2 separate regions of the Rattus norvegicus genome follow, and region 1 is linked to region 2. Evidence: chromatin contacts called from public Hi-C data. All regions are on one chromosome and are shown on one strand. Each heading gives the region's core, a stretch centred on a gene start, on an enhancer-like site or on the middle of the called end of the contact. The rest is flanking DNA. Distances are from core to core; before and after follow the strand shown. Region 1 holds the start of Fbxl12 (F-box and leucine-rich repeat protein 12). Region 2 holds the start of Zfp26 (zinc finger protein 26).

What was found. Hi-C and Micro-C count contacts between places; a contact is called where the count stands out from the background.
Region 1: a contact with region 2 is called in a Hi-C map of Schwann cells, with 4 times the contacts expected there. The contact joins the promoter of Fbxl12 here to the promoter of Zfp26 in region 2. A contact is called at or near these places in 4 of 12 Hi-C or Micro-C datasets (Schwann cells, hepatocytes, kidney and 1 more).

What each region holds. Positions count from the first base shown.
Region 1 is chr8:27,455,416-27,462,910 of GRCr8, reverse strand. It overlaps Fbxl12 (F-box and leucine-rich repeat protein 12), which reads left to right and starts at 5,139. Exons shown (of 3, transcript NM_001399819.2): 1 at 5,139-5,532; 2 at 5,639-5,711. The coding sequence starts at 5,447. It overlaps Ubl5 (ubiquitin-like 5), which reads right to left and starts at 3,246. Exons shown (of 5, transcript NM_001048243.3): 1 at 3,073-3,246; 2 at 2,791-2,857; 3 at 2,561-2,644; 4 at 2,383-2,420; 5 at 1,453-1,632. The coding sequence starts at 2,846. The coding sequence ends at 1,589.
Region 2 is chr8:27,258,474-27,265,354 of GRCr8, reverse strand. Zfp26 (zinc finger protein 26) reads left to right here and starts at 3,706. Exons shown (of 10, transcript NM_001108995.2): 1 at 3,706-3,763; 2 at 4,024-4,142.

The DNA.
Region 1 (7,495 bases), core at 3,890-6,389, 200 kb before region 2:
ACCCACATAAGGCTGCATGCAGTAACAAGCCAACATCAGCAACTCAATTTCCACATCCAGGAGGAGGCGCCAACAGCAGAAATCCTCAAAGCTCCTGTGAAGGCTTCTCTTGGCCACATCTGGTGGCAGCCCACATGGAAGAAGGAAGCCATTGCTCTTTGCCTGCTTGCCTTCACCCTCACTGACAAGTTCGTGTGTCCTGTTCCTGAGGGAATCCTTTGTGCTGGTGCTAGTGCCTACTTCGTGGGACTTCACCCTAGATGGAAACGGGCAGCCCTCTAGATCTTCTCAGTCCTCTGACACCAATCTGGACTGCTGCGACAGCCAGTGAACCAAACCACCAGATCCTGATCTTTCTTTCCCTCCAGAAGTCCCATTGTTGGACTACTCAAACCAAAGTCTGTAAGTCACTTGAATAAATCTCATATAAAATATCCATCCTATCAGTTCTGTTCCTTATAGCTTTAATTAATATGGCTACCAGACTAGATATCCTCAAGTACAAGCAGAGAAAACAAAGACATGTCTCAAACAAGGCTAGAACTGACATCCAGGGTAGACCTCTGATCTCCATAAGCAGGCCATGGCAGAGTGCACACATAAAGCTCAAACGTGCACACTAAGATATAAGCTATCTAAGCTAGCTCAGGAGCATAACCAGCTTAGACTGTGCAAGGCTCTGGGTTTGAGCTCAGCATTGAAAAGAAAAAGTCACAAGAGTACTGTGCCAATATATACTTAAAGGTTCATTGGGTAAGAAGAGTATTACTGCCAAGCCTGATGACCCGAGTTCCAACCTTCAGACTGTCACAGTAGGAGGGGAGAACTGATTCCTGTAAATTGTCCTTTAACTTTCACATGTGCACTGTGGTACATGGATGACTGGCCCCACTCCATACACACATGCATATAAGTAAAAATTTAACAAAAATTCAAATCCAAGTAGTATATACGTAAATATGTACTTATTTATATATGTGGGTGTAATAGCTACTCTTGGTTGTCAAGTTGACTACATCTGGAATTAACTAAAAGCCAAGCAGGCTGGGCACACCTGTGAAGGACTTTTTTCTCCACTGAATCATTTAAGGTGGGAAGACTACCCTAAATCTGAGTCTTTTGAAATGGGAAGATGTAGTGGGTGGATGAAAATAATGCATGGGGCACCCATAGCTCCTGGCAATTCCTTAAGAGCAAAAATGAGACCATGGTGGTACAGGCCCTTTTCAGTCTCAGCACTTGCGAAGTGGAGGCAGGAGTCAAGATCATTGGTGGTACACAGCCAGTTCAAGGGTAACCTGGTCTATACAAGACTTCCAAGACAAAATTTTCTTGTTGAGATGCTAGGTGTGCACCGCCAGGACCAGCTTTCGGTCAGTCCTGAGTTCCCCTCAGGAGCAGTACCTAACAGCAGACACCAGCTCTCCCTCAGGACACAGCTCTCACACAAGCATGACAGCAGCAAAGCAGCAGCAAAATTTTATTCATGTGAACTGTTAAAAATGACCATCTATACCAGTGTCAAATGAGGGAGGGAGGGGAAGGCAGGGCAGAGCAGGGAGACGAGGGGAGGAGGGAGGAGTCCCCTCTACTGGTAATAAAGCTCCAGGTTCATCCCGTCGTGGATCTCATCTGAAGGGCAAGCATTAAGGAACTTTCACTGGGAGCTGATCTACCTTCCATCTACTCACAGCTGGGTCCTGTGGCTCAACACCCAGCCCTGGGTTAAGGAATGGACACTTTGATCTAAGAACTCCAAACTATAAATAATATTCAGTGGTCCTTAAGACCACTGAGAAGGCAAAGTTGTTTGCCACTGAAGCCTGGTGTACAGAGTCAAATCCTCAAGTGCCCCCACCCCATCATACACACAGAACAATACATTGTCAATGGTTATTCAGGCTGGAGACAGCTCAGCAGCTGAAGAGCTCTCAGGCCTGCTCTCCCAGAGACCTGGCTTTACGTCCCAGAGCTCCCGTGGTGGCTCCAGGGAATCTGAAGCTTCCTTCTGGTCTCTGCCAGCAGCAGGCATACATGCGGTGCACAGACATAATTGCAGACAAAAGATCCAGACCTCCCCTCCCCAAATTAAAAAAAAAAAAACCCAACCATCAATCCATCCATCCATCCATCTCCTCAACTACAGTCACACTCCTCCTGTCCAACACTCAAGTTGGCATTCAGTAAATAAGTATTTTGAACCAAGTATATTTCGCCAACGATCCTTCTCACCAGCAAAATAATTTCCACAGTTTCCATTTTCTCAGTAGTCATAATGGGGCATATTCTAAGTTAAGCATCCCTCTTGCTTAATTTCTGTACAGGTTTCAGCACAGAACCAGAACTTGAGATAAATACGTGAATTCTTTCTTGAAAGGATACAGTCTCCCAGAGACACGTGGTCTTTAAAAATCGTGTACCTACGGGATAGATAGCTTTCAGAGAGAAGCTGATAAGGGGTGGGGTGTTTTTTGTCCTGAAAACAAGCTCTTCGGGATTGTCTTGAGGTGCTCGCTCCAACGAACGCCCTCTAGCCTGATACTGACCAGCGCGTACTTACCACTTTTTAAGAACGATCTTATTCCAGCGGGTGCCAGTTTGAGCCGCTATCAGTTTCTTCAGGTCGCCGATGGTGTCATCGGTGCTGGGCACGAAGGAGTTAAGGTAAATGAAAGGAAAAGATAGACCGAGGAAGACGACTTCAGGCCTCCCCATAAGCGTCATTTAACTGAAATCATCCAATACCACCATCTGCCCCAGAGACCCTGCCAGTCACCCCTCGGTGGATACTTGCACTTAACGCGGACTTTCTTTCCTAGACGGTCGTTGCAAACCACCTCAATCATTGTGGCTGGAGCTACACCAGGTGGAGAAAGGGATGAAAAGCAGCAGTCAGGACTTCCAGGGTCGCCCAGGTTCCCAAAGCCCCTTCCTGGGTTAAGTTCTCTGGTCACACTTCCCCGAACACCCGACGCAAATCCTCTGCAGCCCCAGTCTACAGTTTCAATTGCGGGGACCACAGACAGTCGCGACTCCGCCCCTTAACTGCGGCAGGCCCAGCCCCAGACTCACCCGGCTTTGCCTCCCGCAACCCCTAGGCTCCCAAGTCTTGGCAGCTTCCCGCGATCTCCGGCCTCTCCGTTTAGCCTTCTCACCTCCAATGTCCTCGAACCTAGCGACGACACAACTTGTAGCTCGAACGCTGAATCCTGACCGGATTTAGGGCTGGAAACAGGAAGCGGAAGTGATATAACGGAAACACCGGCCCTTAGGTGCTTCCGGGTTCCGGGCTAGCAAAGATTTGCGATTCTGTTGCGCAGTCTGGAGGAGCTGAGACTGGCTAAGAGTGGATTTAAGCCGACGCTAGAACTGGTATTCCTTAATTGTGGAAGAGACCTAAAGGATCTCAGCGGCGGCGTGATCGACCATTTCCAAGCTAGACAAGTCTCCTACCGCAGAATCCCGGCTGCAGATGTGCGGAAATGGAGTCATGCAGGGCCTGTGGCTTTCTGCTTTCATTCAAAGCTCAGCCTCAAACCCCGTGCTTGTCTTTCCCCTCTGACCGTAGTGACCGTTTCAGAGACTTCAGGAGTGCAGACTGCATGATGAAAACTAAGTCGTATTCTGGACAGGAAGCCATGATGCGTTCCACTCCGCGTATCCGTGTCCTGCCTGCGAAAATGTTGGAAACAGCATACGGGGAAAGATCTTTTGCATTTGTTTTTAATCTTCAAGGAACACTTTGTTCCAGATTACAGACTCGCAAGAGCTGAAGGGAGAGGAATCCCTTAAATTTGACCAGTTTCGCCTCTATTGAGCAGACAGGACTTTTAGCAAGGTAAGCTTATATTGACTCAAGAAAGAGTCTACCCAGGGCCTTGTGCTTACCTAATACGACTTATACAAAATCTTATCCTTATGCGTAGGCAGCAAAAAGCATTACTTTTGCTTTCTATTGCGGCTTGTGGCCACGCCTCCCTGGCTTGGCTGTCCTGCTGGCTCCTCATCCCCATCCCAGTCACACTTTTCAGTTTCGAATGAAGTCCTGTTCCAATATCTCTTCTCCAATGCCTCGTTTCCGTTCCGAAAAGACTTCCCAGGCTCTACCCGACTCCCATATTGGAGAGTGAGCTTTGTTTTTCTTGTTTTGTTTTGGTATTTGTTTTAGTGTCGGAGGTCAAACCTAGGACCTTCTAGCATGTTAGCAGCCAAGGGCTCTCTCACTGAGCTGCACACGTAGCTCCTGGTTCAGCTCTTGTTTCTGTCTCCAGCGATGCTTTTTAGACCTCGTTCCTGCTCTTAATCATTACTCCAGTCCTAAGTCCCCCAGCTTCTCCCTTTGCCGCCCACCCATCCCCTATGTCGGACCCTGTTACGCCTAAGCTAGGTTTTTACAAACTTGGTCTTAAGGCCCAGCTAGGACTCCTGGTTCTTGAGCCCCTTCCCACACAAGTCATGGTTTCTGGGTTTGCTGCTCTGTTAGCTTTTCACTGCTCAAGTCATCTCTTCTGGATATGCGGTCTGGTCCTTGGATGATGTTTGCTTAGCAACAACCCTAAACCTTTTCCAGCTCAAGCCAAGCCTTCTCGGCTCTAGTCCCACAAAGACGCGCGCCTTGGTCTCTTCCTACTGAAGCCACGCCTTCCATTGTTACTGACAGCCTCCAATTTGCTCCTCTGCCCCTGGCCACACCCCTCCACTCGGCGGCGCTTTTTCAAATGCTAGTACTTTGGTCTCGCTTGCGACACCCGCTGCTCTTAGTCTCTGTCTCTTTACCTCTCTCCCGGAGTTCAACTTTGGGAGTTTGCTGCTTTTCCTCAGCCTGGCCCCCTGGCCTCCTGGCCCCCTGGTCCCCTGGTCCCCTGGTCCCTTGGCTCCCCTGGCCACGCCCCAGGACCACTCCCTGCCCGCCGGAGCCACGCCTTCTAGGCGTGTAGCTTTCCTCAGCCGGGCCTACAAGGCGTCTATCTGCCTGAGCTCGTCACGTCTCACCGCTCGGCTACGTCCTGAGTCCCCTCCTTGTCAGAGCCACGCCTGGCTTGTCTGCTGACCCCCTCTGGCTTTGCTTGCTTATCCTTAGCGCCACCTCATGGCCACGCCTCCGAGGCGGTCATCACCCCCAGCTTTCCGGGTTTGCTGTTCGTCTTCCCCTGGCCTGGCCACGCCTCGTGCCCCCTCCTCTCCCAAGCCACATCTAGGTTTTCCTATTTCCAGTTCCATCCGCTAGTCAAGCTAGTCAGGCCTAGTCAGTCTCTAGTCTGGTCCTCCAAACGGTCGTCAGGCCGCGCCAGTACAGTCCTGGGGCCTCAGGCACTTTCCTAGGAAGGTAGGGATCCTCGGCAGGCCTCGGAAAGTCGCGCCGGTTTGGCCAGTCCGGCCACCTCAGCACCCTCCAGGGAGCGCGGCCTCCCGGCCACCGGAAACGGAAGCGCGCGACGGCTGGACCATGGCGACGCTGTTTGACCTCCCAGACTTGGTGCTCTTGGAGATCTTCTCTTACCTCCCTGTCCGGGACCGGATCCGCATCTCCAGGTGCGGCCCCGCTCCTCGGGAGAAAGAGCCGGGCATGGGCTCGGCAGGAGAGGCGGATCCGGTCCCAGCGGGCCGGGTCGTTCTAACGGCCGGTCCACTCCTCCAGGGTCTGTCACCGCTGGAAGAGGCTAGTGGATGACCGGTGGCTGTGGCGACACGTCGACCTGACGCTCTACACGGTACGCGGGACCCGGGAGCGGTGCGGGGAGAGCCAACCTCCTGCCCTGGGATAGAGGGGCCTGTGCTTTATTTTGTTTTCTAGTGTTTGTTTGCTCTTGGTTTTATTTATTTATTTTTGATACTTTCTAAAGGCTTTTATTTTTCTGTATTTTTGTTGATTTTTTTTGGAGGGGGGGTGTTTTGAGACAGGATCTCTATCCCAAACTGGCTTCCAGCTTCCTATGAAGCTGAGGCTGAGCTTGAATTTCTAATCTACCTCGCCCTCTAAGTATTGGGATTACCAGAGTCGGCCTCCATGCCTGATTTCTGTAATACTGGGGATGGAATTTAGGTTTCTTGAATGCTAGGAAGGCACTCTTCTGACTGAGTCATGTACTGGTTTCCAACTAACCACCCCCTCCGTTAATCTGCTCAGTGCTGAAATTACAGCTGTGGGCCACCTTATCTGGCCCAGGAAGTGTTTGGGTATTGTTTATTTGTTTTTTTCCTCCAAGTAAAATTTCTCTGTAGCCCTGGCTGGCCTGGAACTCCTCCTCCAGTGCTGGGACTAAAGGTGTGCACCACCACCCCACTGGTTTGGTTTTTAAGTGAGTTCGTGCTTGGAATTTTCTGCATGTCTATCCTAGCAGTAGCCTTTTCTCCTCCTCTGCAACGTTCAGACCTCAGTTTCTCATCCAAGATATGGGGATTAAAGATAATGCTTGTGGAGCTATCGGTGACGGAGTGTTTGACTCTGGTGAAGCCTTGGCTCCATCTCTTGCACCAAGAAAAACAAAAAAGTGCCTTCATGTCTGGCATATTGTAGAACTTAGCCAGTTGCAGAGAGAGATGATTTAGACCAGTGTGTGGTCTCCAGCATTCAATAAATGCAAGCTCATAACTTTTCAGTGTTCTGGGTTTGTTGTTTTAGTTTTTGAGATGGGTCTCATGTATCCCACGGTAGCTTCCAGCTGGCCATGCAGCCTGGGATGACAAAGATTCTGCTCCTCTTGCCTTTTCCTGAGGGCTGGGATTACAGGTGTGTGCCATCACACAGTCCATGTGGTGCTGAGAACCAGATCCACGCCGGTTTGCTAGGCAAGCACTTCACTGACACAGCCTCGTGCCCAATTTCTATTTTTTGGTCTTTTGAGACAGCATCTGTCAATGCGAAATATAACTGTTACCTCAGAGTGGATAAGAATTTACTCTGGAGCCAAATATGAGTGACTAACCATGTACGGAGAATACAGAGTTGGGTTTTCTCAAATACGTGTTTAAATAGAATAATTCCATGACAATTTTTTTTACTTTATTATTATTTTTATTGAGACTGGGTTTCTCTGTGTGGCACTGGCAGTCCTGGAGCTCAGTCTGTAGACCAGGTGGGCCTTGAACTCCAGTTCCACCTACTGGGACTAATGATGTGTGTGCACTAACTCTGTCCAGCGAAATTTTATAGTAATAGAATAAAGTCATAAAAAGTGTTAGCCATTTCTCTAGCAACAGATTATTTTTTAAAAGATTTATTTTCTCTGTTAAAAAGTGGTCAAGAAATTTTATACCGTAAGACTGGGCCTAGTAAAGACTTGTTACTACAGAGGTTGAGAGAGGAAGATCATAAGTTCAAGGCCAGCCTGGGCAATTTACCTCTGCCCTGCCTTGAAGTACAAATTCAGAGAAGGCCTGGAACTGTGATTCAGCTCTAGAATGTTTTCCTGGGCTGCACGAGGCCCTGGATTTCACTCCCCAGTGTCATTAAAAGTAAGGGTGTGCTGTGAACTGGGTTATAACTGAGTTCTCA
Region 2 (6,881 bases), core at 2,457-4,956:
CTGTAGTATAAGAAAGCAAGCTGAGCCATCTAGGGAGAGCAAGCTCATAAGAAGTGTTTCTCCACAGCACCTACCTGACTCCTGTCTTGGGTTTCTTCTTTGACTTCCCCTAATGATGGACTACAATTGGTATGTTTAAGTGAAAAAAACCTTTCCTCCCAAATTAGCCTTGGTTGGTGTTTATCACATGGATAAAATGTGAACCAGGACACAGAGCAAATACAAAGTAATTGAAATTACAAAGTAATCAAGGACTATAATAATTCATTACAATGCTCACACAGATAAGACAAAGTAAAGGAGCTTAAAGGCCTGTGGAAGACAGAACTCCATGCACACAAGCAGGCTTACCAGTCTGGAAGAATCAAGGGAGAGGCTCTAGGAATACTAATGGATCCAGAAAAACTTTCCTGAAGCTGAGGATGTATCTCATTTTGTAGAGTGCTCTCTTAACATGTACAGAGCCCTGTGCTCCTTTCCTTGTATAAAATGTTCTGTGCTGGCTCACACCTGGAATACCAGCACTCAGGTCACGGAGGCAGGAGGAGCAGGTGTTCAAGGTCTTCCTTGGCTGCATAGAGTTCCAGGCCTAAGAGTGCTTTTCTGCTATCTTGTGGAGTGAGTTCTTATCCCTAGCCTTGACTTTCAGGTCTATCTAGCTGTCCATATATCATGTAGAGCGGGTTCCTGGTTCAACCTCCAGCCCCATTCTGGGCCATGGATGCTGTTTACATGATTGACAGATTGCAACCCAATCCTCATAGGAGAAAAGTAGAATTTTTGTGCCTGACCCAGCTCAACATTGCTAATTCCTCAGGTACCACCTTGGTAGTTTTTCTGTAGTTACATGAAGCCTGGCTCTAAACATAGATTCCCTTTTGACTTTCCCAGTAGTAGGGCAGATTTCCATGGTTTCCACATGTTGCCACCCATATAGGGGAGCGGGTGTCAGAGCTCAGGTTTGACTTACACTGCGGTAGGAACTGAGATCCTGCACACTATGTTTATCTCTGACACTAGCCTACAGGAGCTGGGAAAGCTTATATATAAAGCCCTAAAAATACACGAGGACTGCGTTGGGTGTGGTGGCTCATTCTTTAATTCCAGCACTTAGGAGATAGAGACAGGCAGAGCTCTGTGTGTTCCAAGGCCTCAAGCTCAGCCTGCTCTATGTAGAGAGACTCTGTCTCAACAACAACAACAACAACAACAACAACAACAACAACAACAACAACAACACCACAAACATAGGAGGGAGAGGAAGGTGAGTTTCTTTGAGTTTGAGGTCTGCTTCCTTTACATAGTGAACTCCCAGGACAGCCAGAGCTACATAATAAAGAGACCCTGCCTCATAGGGCTCCCCAATTAGAGAGAGAGAGAGAGAGAGAGAGAGAGAGAGAGAGAGAGAGAGAGAGAGAATGAATTAAAAACTAAGATTTATAAGTATGCAAGCTTAATGATCTGGGTTCGATTCCCGTGACCCACAGAGTGAAAAGAGAGAATTGATGCCTGTAAGTTATCCTCTGACCTCCAAAGCACACCAAAGCACACATGTCCATGAACACACAAAACAGAAATTCAATAAAAGCTAAAAAGTACTTAGCAACTTCTCCTGTGAAATCTCTAGTGAAAGGCCAAACACATTTGCATATTTACTACATGAAATAAACTGCTGGGTGGGCAACCTCCAGACTGTGAATGACACACAGGTTTCAACTGCGACTCACAAATGCTCCAACTTGGGTCTGTGAGCAAATCCTGCAAGGGCCTGCAGGGCTTAAATCAGATATTCAGGACAGCGTCCGAGGCTAGCTTATAATCACAATTCACCAAGACATTTGAAACCAATCTCATGATATCTGGTTGTAGCAAGTAAAGGTGGTGACGGACAGGCTAAGTCACAGCACACACACACAGACAGACAGACAGACAGACAGACAGACACACACACACACACACACACACGAAAGGAACACTGCACGACCACTTTTATTCCAGGAGCAAACATAATATGAAGGTGTAAAGCTCTCCTAGACGGCCAGGGCTCTCTTTCTCTTTCACACACACACACACACACACACACACACACACACACACACACACACACACGCATGCACACTCACACATATGTATGTATACACACACACTCACATGTGCACACACATGTATGTATGTATACAAACACGCACGCACACTCACATGTATGTATACACACACTCACATGTGCACACACACATACACACATATATGTATGTATAACACACTCACACACACATGCACACACACATACACGCACACACATATGTATGCGCACACTCACATGCATACACACATACACACATGTATGTATGTATGTGTTAACACACACACGCACACACATATGTATATACACACTCACATGAGCACACACACACATGTATGTATGTATACACACACACACACTTTGTTTTTGTTGTTCTCCTCTTCCTCCTTTTCTTTGACACAGTTTCTCTACATATTAGCCCCTGGCTGTCCTAGAATTTGCTTTGTAGATTAGGCTAGCCTCAAATTTATAGATGTCCACTGGTCTGTGCCTCCTGAGTGCTGGATTAGTGGAAGATAGAAAGTTATAGAGACAGCAAAATCACAAGATACTGGTGTGCACGTCTACAGGTATCTCATTTTAAGTGTATCTTCAATGAATACAGATATATCAATACACACACACACACACACACACATCTTGTGGCTTCCTAAGTTATATTTCTCAAATGATGTAATTTATAATAAGGTTTAAAGATTAAGTGAAGCTTAAAATTTAAATAACATTTAAAAATTAAGTAGAATATATTAACTGGTTTACTCTTAAGGAGTTTCTGTTTGTAAATGAAATTGTAAGATGGTTTTATAAGGTACACTGTTCAGACATAGGGTCGAGAGGACCGCTAATATGTTAAATTCAAGATTATAGACATTTTGGCCCTAAGTAAGTAGAATTTATTTGTCACCTCATTATTTTCATCTTGTTTTGAGATGAGTTTTCATTTTGTAGTGCTGGCGGGCTTGGGACTTGTTTTGTGAATCTAGCAGGCCTCGACTCAGGAAGATTGTCTCTGCCTCTGTGTGTTGTGGTTGCGGGAATGTATTGTCAATGGACTGATTTTTGCTTTTAACACCTTAGTTTGAGATATTTTATGAGAACACACATTTTTCTCTGTTGCCAATTTTTTGGCTGTATCAGTTGTGTTCATATTTTACATTTTTCATCAAAAAGTCTCAGGGTGAGAGGCTTTTTTCTTTTTTCATGTCCTCTCCCCCGTCTTTCTAGACCGTCTAACTATCAACGATTAGAATTTAACATGGTATCCAGATAATAAAAATAAAAATAAAGTGGTTCAGTGGAAGTGATAGGCTGGTTCACAGACCTGACACTTTATCTGCCCAGGAAGTGCAGAAACTAAGAGGAGGTGGGGAAAGTTTGTGAGCCTCCTGAGACCCCGTACTTCCCGGTCTGTGTTTAACTTTGCTCTGGGATTGGTCGTCGGGAAAGCTGTTCTCGCCCAGAAATCTTGCTCAAACTTCAATTTCATCCTTTACTGGGTTTTTAACCCCCGCTACGGAATCAATCGGCATCCAGGTCCCGGGAACCGAAATTTCTATTCCGGAAGGATTCCGACTCGATAAACGGAAGTGAACCGCGGCTCGCCTCCGTCTCTTCCGGTGTGGCTTCGCGCGGCCCCGTTCTCTTTTTCTCGACAGTAGCAGGCCGGCTGGGCGGGTTCTGGTGAGGCTGGGTGAGGGGATGGGCGGTGGCGGCGGTGGGGAGTGAGGCCCGGGTGTGGCCTCGGTGGCAGCTCCTGGCTCCGCTCGTCCCGGGGCTGCGCGTCTTGCCCGGTCGCTTCTCAGAGGCCAGGGCCCTATAGTCCTCCGGTCCTGCCGGGGGCCATTTCACTTGAACCGTATTTGAGCTCCCTGTGCCTTCGAATGTTGTCCTTGCTGCCTCGAACGCCTTTAAGGTAATCTTACAAAAATTTTTCTTTCCAGAAAGAAAAGAATTTCCGCCGCCGTTGGAGTCCAGCTTGGCTCCCCATAGCCCCACGAACCTGGCCATCCTCTTCACTGTGAGCAGTGGGAGGAATTTGATGGAACAGAAAAGTTCCAGGGTGAGGAGCTTTCTAGTCTCTCTCACTGTCAACGATTAGAACTTAGCATCCTTCCTTTTTTTGGAAACCGTTGCATTCCATTAGTTTTGTTTTATCTATCATCTATCAATCAATCTATGTTCTATCTGTCTGTCTGTCTGTCTGTCTGGCTGCCTGCCTATGTATGTATGTATGTATGTATGTATGTATGTATGTATGTATGTATGTATCTATCTATCTATCTATCTATCTATCTATCTATCTATCTAATCCCCCAAACCCGATGCATCCACTTAGAGTTATTTCATTTAGGCAAAAAGAGAAAGCGTTAAATGCTCAGACTGCATGTTCGTTGGTCAGTGCATGTTCAGATCACAGAGCATCTCTTACCACTTCTCTTCATCCCAACACGAAAGTATTCACAAGTGAGAAATAGGGAATTTGGCACTGAAGGGATCGCTCATGAAAATCTAGAACTTGGGACTGGAGAGATGGACTAGTGGTTAAGAGCTGACATGGCACTTCCAGAGGATCTGATTTTGGTTCCCAGCACCCATGTTAGTGGCCTGTAACAGCCTGTAAGTCCAGCTTTGTGGGAATGGGGAGACCAGAGGCTCTAGGTACTTGCAGTTATGTGGCAAACACACACACACACACACACACACACACACACACACACACACACACCCCAAACACACAATTGAATAAATAAATGGAACTCTCTTAAGGAATGAATGAGGCTTTATTTGATATATTATTATATTATTTCTCCACCTGTGAAATGAGCCAATTCAAGCCAGATTAGATCCCCGTAAGTGGAGTTACAGATTTTCATGAGCTGCTATATGGGTGCTGGGAATTGAATCCTGGTCCTTTGAAAGAACTGCCAGTGCTATTAATTTTGGAACCATTTCTCCATCTCCTTTATGATTATTATTTATTCCTTTTTGAGACAAGGTCTGAGGTCTAGGCAAGCCTATAACCCAGGGTGTCTTTAGTGCAGTCCTTTTTCAGCCTCCCTAGTGCTAGGCTTACTTGCATGCATGAACCATCATGCCTGGCCTTTAAAAAAACAATCTAGATTTCATTAGAGAAAACATGTTTGTTGGTTTACTGCTTAATGCGATCTCTTTCTATCCATGTACCAAGCTCAACCATTGTAAGACAACCATATGTTAAACTATTAGAACTTTAAGATTCAGGTCCTCTGGATTTATCTTACTGAAGTCACAGCAGTGACTTAGTTGATAATAGTTGTTAGTCAACTATTGACTGAGACCATGTCTGAGGAAGATGATAGCTTGAATCCTTGAGATTTGGGCTAGCTGAGACAACAAAATGAGATGCCCCCAATAAGAAAAATTGTCAAATTAGTGGGAACAAAAATGTTATGTATGGCTGAGAAAGTCCGGATTCTTTGAATCACAGTGGAGTAGGGCAGACTTGCTACAGGCGCTGAGAACAGAAGTGGTGGCAGGCCAAAATAATTTAAAGATGACCACACTGGTCAAGACACCTTCTGGTGCTCATTACTGATCCTAAGCAGTGGAAAGAACAGGAAGGGAAGTTAGGTCCTAAGCTATATGGTCACTCTCATTGTGCAAACCAGGGTTTGGAGTAGATTGTTTACAAGATGACAATCTAGAGAAACTTCTGGCAATCTGATGACTGTCAGCCCTGTCTAGTGAACATCTAATTCAGTGAAGATGTATTTATGTAGAACACAGTTCTGTTCAAAGTTAAACTTCAAGTAAAATCTCAGAGTAGGAAATTATTTTCACCACCTTCAAGAAGCCCTACTTCACGTTTCGAGAGTCAGATACTTAGCTCATTATAGATAAACCAGTTGGGGACCAAGTATTTAATCTCTGGGTGTATGGGGGATATTCTCATTTAAACCACTACGTGGAGGGAACATTTACTACACTTGATCTTAGCCAAAAGGCCAAGAAGCCTTTACAAAGTTTGCTTACATGTGTAAATCAAAAGGGAGTTTTAGAGGCATGTTCGGACCATTTCTTTGGTAGATGTCAGGGTGCTAGAGGAGAGCATCAGCAACTGTGGCTGCTTCAGGAGTGAACTGAGAGCTGTAATGGGATTCCTTGAGACACACAGATGGCAGTGCTGAGTACCACACGTGATACAACTCTGGAGTGTTGAACTTTTTGTCCTTAGCCAGGATGTCCCTAGTAAAGTAAAAGATAAGGACCCAACAAAAAATATAGACCTGGCAAAAGTGCAGAAGCAATCATTCCAGGACTCACTGCTCTAAGCAACAAAATCTTCCAACTCATTAATAAATTACTGAACCATTGCTTAAGATTTTCCCTGTTAGGAAATGAAATAAACCATATGAGTCTCTAGCCATTTGGAGACCAAAGTGGTGGTGGAGGTGGGGGCACTCAGAATAAAAAATTAAATATATATAATTTTTACATTTATTTAATTTGTGTGTGTGTGTGTGTGTGTGTGTGTGTGTGTGTGTGTGTGTGTGTGTGATATTACAAGTGTGAAGGTTTGGGGACGCTTTTGAGAATCTGGGGACAACTTGTGAGAATTGGTCTCTCCTAAAACTGAGACTTAGGTTATCAGGCAAACAAGTGAGCCCCTTTACCCACTGAGCCATGTTACCAGCCCCCACATACTTTTTCTTTTATACAATTTATTTTTGTTACTTTTTTGAGACTTTTGTATAGTTTATTTTGGTCATATTCACCCATCCTGCTTCCTTTCAGATCTACCCCTCTTTGAGACCTAGCT